Regions from separate parts of the Mus musculus genome. Here region 1 is linked to region 2. The links are chromatin contacts, called in public Hi-C maps. All regions are on one chromosome and are shown on one strand. Each heading gives the region's core, a stretch centred on a gene start, on an enhancer-like site or on the middle of the called end of the contact. The rest is flanking DNA. Distances are from core to core; before and after follow the strand shown. Region 1 has its middle 66 kb from the start of Gm25935. Region 2 holds the start of Adcyap1 (adenylate cyclase activating polypeptide 1).

Region 1 (2,700 bases), core at 115-2,614, 110 kb before region 2:
AAACTGACGTGTTTTAAAGTAGGCCCTGGAAGCTGCAAACTCGAAATGCAGGAAGTGTCTGTTTCCTGCTGGCACATTTGTTCCCTGGTTTCAACTCCAAGCCTTCCCTATTTCCTCCGAGGCCACAGCTTATAAATCAGATGAGATTGGTCATCTTGCAACAAAATGGATTTTTTTAAATGTGATTTTGAAGAGATTGGAAAGTGTAATACAGCAGATTTTTCAGTCTTTGCTGCTGAGGAATGATTGCTTTATTGATGGCTCTATTGAGAATGGGGTGTTACTCCAGGAACGCATAGGGCCTGAAGCATTTCCAGGAGTCACATCACAAGATGCTCTATTCCTGAGCCTAAATGGTCAAGAAACAATTATGTGCTTGACTTTTAAAAGATGGAAGACTGACGACTGTAGGGCTCTAGACATTGCCTTTTATTTTGAGTTAATCATGGTATTTTTGACAGATTCACAAAGGAAAGATTGAGTAATGAGTTCCTGTGAAATCTTAATGTTCCAAATACAGGTGAATGGTTAGTTACAAGAGAGTTGAAAGAAGCTTCACATTCTAAATCTCACTCTTACCGAAGAGGAAAAAAAGGCTCAGCTAAATACACCACATTTCACGGTCGTTCTGTGCCTGCATTCATAGAAACGTATTGTATTTCTGGCTTCACATGCCCATGATATTCACAATAAGGAACAGTTTTAAGTCAGTATCTGGTGAAATCTCTGCCTTTCCTGATAATCAAGTTCAGAGGGCAGTACTTATCACTCTCCAAGATATTTCAGAAAATGTTGGTCCAGCCCACCGCCCCTCACCCCCTAGCTTGCATTTAATAATGAAAATTCATGCATGCTGGCTGCTCTTACAGGCTCCTAAGGAGCTGGCTAAATCTGGAACCAGGTGGAAGATGGCCAGTTAATTGGATCTTTCTTTTTCTGAACTCCAGGGGACAGCTGGTTAGCATTGTCTTTCTAATGAGCGGCACTGAGATAGAAGCTGGGCACATTAGCCCAGCTCTTCCTCTGCTGTGTACAAACTTGGAAATCATCTTATCACTGTCAGTGGCTTCTATGGTGAAAAGAATACTTTCTATGCTAAAAATAATCTGATCTGATATTGGGGAAAGCTGATGATATTTCTAAGTCCTCAAGTTCAGATGTCACAGATCTAAAAAGTCATTTCTTCTGCTTCATCATTCATTGGATGGGCATATCCTTATGACATCAGGGCATATGCTACTACTACATGCACACATTCTGCTGGGTAATCCCTAGGGAGAAGTTCAATATGAGTTCACAGTAAGAGAGACAATATGAATCTAAGCTTGTGGGCCTCATAGCAAGAGCCAAAAGTCAAAGCTATTTTTAATCAGAGTAGAGCACAACCACTGTGCTTTGCGAATCTATTCCTTAAGCAACGCATCCATTAGCACCTTTCCCAACTGTCAGAATAAAGAGGAAATTACTCAGAATAGTCCTATAACCTTGTTAACTAATCAATTCACACACACACACACACACACACACACACACCCCAATTTGTAATAGGACTATCTACCCTTCAATAGGAGAGTCTCTGAGTTACCCAGATAAAGCCTTGTCCTGAGTTCGTTGGGTGTTCAGCCTTGGGCCCTAACTGCTGCAACCACTGTAGCTGAGTTTGTTTTCATTGCACTTTCCAGAAATATCAATGTCTTTCTGTTTTCAGAAATTAAAGGAAGAATTAAAATGTATCTAAATAGTGTTGAGATATAAAAGTTTTAATAAAATACCTAAGTGCTGAATGTTCTTCCTTTTCCTCCAGGATAGGAGAAGCCATATAGTTAGAAACACTGAAGAAACTAAAGAGTTTCCCATCCATTAATTTTCATCATTTCTCTGTATTTCATTTTGTTTTTACAAGTTTCCTTTCGGCTTTCTCCCTACTCTGCAATTAGAGATACAAACAGTTTTACAGGAGCATTTACACCAGCTACAGGAAGCATATAAGGCCACCCTGAGAGGAAGGGGTGTTACTCAGCATTAAAATGGGTCATGCTGCAGCCCTTCCCTTACAAGAGACTCATCTAAATGATAATGAGCATGAAAAATTGATTATCTCCTAGGTTGAACTGGTCTTTATGTTTTTCATGTGGTGGATCGAATCATGAGACTAGGTTTCACAATACAAACATGCCAGCAGTTCAAACCATTAACTAGTAAAAGGCAAATTCACAGGACGTTGCCTATTATTTTAGTAAAGAAAATATCCCGAATAATAGTCACTGAAACAAATCCATTGTGAATTTTTAGTCTTCTATTTAAGTTTCTATGCAGACCGTTTTCTTCACATTCTTTAGTTCAAAGCAGCAGATGAATTTATAGAGTTTTTATACAGAGCAGACTATGAATTACAATGACTCAATATTCTAGTTAATAAATACCATAATAAAATTGATGAGAAAAGCAGCTTTCTTCATTTTCTTGTTGATTTTTAATAACAGTTTTTCGCACTTTCATATATACAGCTTGTATTATCTTTATATTCCCACCTTTTCATTCTCTTGTTCTCCATCCTCTGTCTGCTCTTATATCACACACACACACACACACACACACACACACACACACACACACACACACACACACAAGTCCAGGCTCAACGTGAGAGGAAATAGGCAAAAAAATTGTTTTTCTTTTTGTTTCTAACATGCTCTTTTT
Region 2 (2,700 bases), core at 154-2,653:
TCCAGACTAGGCAGTAACAAAGCAAAGTGGGGAGAGCATCACTCTCACCCCCGCCCCGGGCTTTGATCTGGGAACTGAAGTTTGCCAACTTACTCAAAGAATAGGTAGAAAAAGAAAAAAAGAAAGAAAGAAAGAAAAGCTAAGCCGGAAGGGGGGCGCACCCTGCCACCTTCACAGGGAAGATTTCTACAAAGATAGGAAACTCACTCTCTTTACCTGAGTCCCTGGGCTCCACTGGTGAGTAAGGAGGGAGTCTGTGGCTGTACTAGAGCCTGTCTGATCCTCAGGCTTAGCTAGGGACCCAAAGGGGTCCACCTAACCAAAGGCTGTAGAAATGCCTAGGTGCTCAGGAAGCGATGTTTAGGAGCCTGACATCCAGATCTGCAGGGAGGTGACCAAAGTGGGTGTCTGGCTAAGGGAAAACCTAACTTATATTAGGGAAGCACTTACCTGATCCCAGGGAAGCTGAGTCCGGCGGCAGGTGAACAGGAGACACTGCTATGCATTATTATCCCATACACCAGCAGGGCCAGCCTTGCTCCGCTACACATGGTCATTCTGCGCAGGAGAGGAAAGAGGGTATGCAGTGAGTGAAATCGCTCCTGGCTTTCTACCTTCTAACCCGAAGAAACTCTTGGGAGCTGGGGAGCCAGTGAAACTGTGACTCCCTGTGTTAAACACCAGTTAGCCACGCTGGGGCGTCCAACTACTTCTCTCTTGGTATAGTTCGAAAAAATAGCTTTGTGTGTGCCCAGCACCCAGTAACTAGCCAGACCTTGAACTAAAGAAGGCTAACTAATACACTGATGCTGCTGGCAGCACAAGGAGGGAGCCTGTAGTCAATCAATCGGTTAGTATGCTAAGAATCCCAACACACACACACACACACACACACACACACACACACACACACACACACACACAAACCCCTTATTATTAGACTCTTACGGTGTCTAGGAAAGGGTTGACTAAGTAGGACAGCGGGCAAAGGCTCCTTCGAGTTTCTGCGCTGGAATCACAACCCGAGAAGCATCAGTCACTGTCTGGAGCTGGTGTCTGGAGAGAAGCCGCGGGAATTAGCTGAAGGAGCTGGGGAGACTTGTTTGCCGAGGCTAAAATTCCGCTCAAAACTTTGTAGACGCACAAAACTAGGAGGGAGCGTGACACCGAAGGAAGTGGGCGAGGAGAGAGATGTAGAAGAGAGAGTAGGCGAGCAGCCAAAGGGAGGGGGAGCAGAGTGGACTTAAGTCCACCGGGAGAAGAAGCTAATGGGTAAGAAAAGAGGAAAAGTCAGTGGGGGGGGGGGGGAGAGGGAAGATGGCCTCTGTGGGAGACTATCTGGCAGCTTGCGGAAGTCGGGAGTCGGAGGCACCTTCTCTGCTCTGAGGTCTCAGGCTGCGTCTGAAGATGCTGCTGCTTCTGCTGCTGACAGAGGTGACTGGCCTTCTGCTCGTTTTTATATATGCAGTTAACAAAATAAGCTGTCCGAACGTGGTTTCAGGAGACACCTCTTTGTCAACATCTTTCTGCCTTCAAGTACAGAATATTTTGGTTGCACTGTTGCACTCCGATTTTTATTCATGATATGACTTCCTTTTTTTTCTCCCCCAGTCACGTAATGATCCGGTATCAGTAAAAGACGTCAGCATCCTAGTCCCTCAAGGAACATATTAACTATTCTGTGCAGTCCTCCAGGATGATAAGATCCGGAGTCATCCGCTTCTGATAAACACCTTTCACTCACACAATCCAATTTTTAAGAAGTCCAATTATTTTGATGGTTTTCGATTTCACTGATTTCTCAAAGACAAGTAAAGAACTCGTAGAATTTAGAGAATGGTGAAGTCATGTTTTTATTGAGTCCCTAATTTTTCTTAATTTTCACTCAACCCCCACCAATGACAACTCTGATCTCTAGATTTAAGCACCATCAAGATCTCCTATTAATAATTTTAATTTTGATCTCTCAATTCCTTGCATATGCTTTTTCAAATAGGCTACTAAACATGGAAGTCGTTTTGTGTTTTAAAGGAAAGAATTATAAGGATTTTCAGTAAATATCTAATGAGTCTGGCTGGGTTGACAGTCTGTCTCTGAATAGATTGATGGATGAGACTAGGATGAGAGCCTGTGGTGCTGTCCAGGCTCTTGGTGCTGAACTATTTGGGCGCAGATGCTGCAAATGTTGAAATTTGCCACTGGTTTAATTTTCACCACAGCCTCTAAATTTGAAGCTTTGGCAGTGGTGCTCTTACTGTGGGAGTTCATTGTCTAAATCACCCCGCTGTTCATATTAATCTTCCCTTGGATTCTGTGTCCACGAATGTCCCAGTGCTCAGAACCTGCTTAATCCCTGCCTCAGTGCAAAGCTTTTTCTTCTGAGTTAGTCCTAGTATTCAGATGGATCTTTACCTTTCCTGTCTACACACTTTCACACTCTCCGTGGCTCTTACTAGTTTTAAAAATTGAAACCATGTCACTGTGTTTTCTGCAATAATTGAAAATTTAAGATTGTGAGGGTGTGACGTGTGTCTCTTGAATTTCTCTTACATGTTGAATTCTGTTTAGGGAAATATAGACTCGGAATGCAGGAGGATTCCCTGCACAAGTTGTCTTGATAAAGGTTGCTACCAGGAACCCTTCCCTGGGGGATAGTTAATATTTTTAACTAAAAATAAAATGAAAAGAAGAAAGCAATGA

What was found. A called contact is a pair of places that touch in the nucleus more often than the background predicts.
Region 1: a Hi-C map of cerebellum shows a contact between it and region 2, with 2.1 times the contacts expected there. The contact joins the enhancer-like site here to the promoter of Adcyap1 in region 2. A contact is called at or near these places in 4 of 484 Hi-C or Micro-C datasets (cerebellum, embryonic fibroblasts and embryonic stem cells) and 5 of 115 datasets of contacts at active chromatin or transcription factors (a beta-TC-6 cell line, differentiating embryonic stem cells, embryonic hindbrain and 2 more).

The regions. Positions count from the first base shown.
Region 1 is chr17:93,311,700-93,314,399 of GRCm38.p6, reverse strand. No RefSeq gene overlaps it. Among named protein-coding and RNA genes, the nearest start is that of Gm25935, 66 kb to the right of the region's middle. Within about 2 kb of position 1,364, at least 13 of the 459 cell types and tissues checked have an H3K27ac peak or open chromatin away from gene starts, as enhancers often do. A contact at or near this core is called in cerebellum, where this site is marked.
Region 2 is chr17:93,197,871-93,200,570 of GRCm38.p6, reverse strand. It overlaps Adcyap1 (adenylate cyclase activating polypeptide 1), which reads right to left and starts at 1,403. Exons shown (of 5, transcript NM_009625.3): 1 at 949-1,403; 2 at 451-558. The coding sequence starts at 557. All of the region lies in intron 1 of Gm32465 (a long non-coding RNA gene), which reads left to right.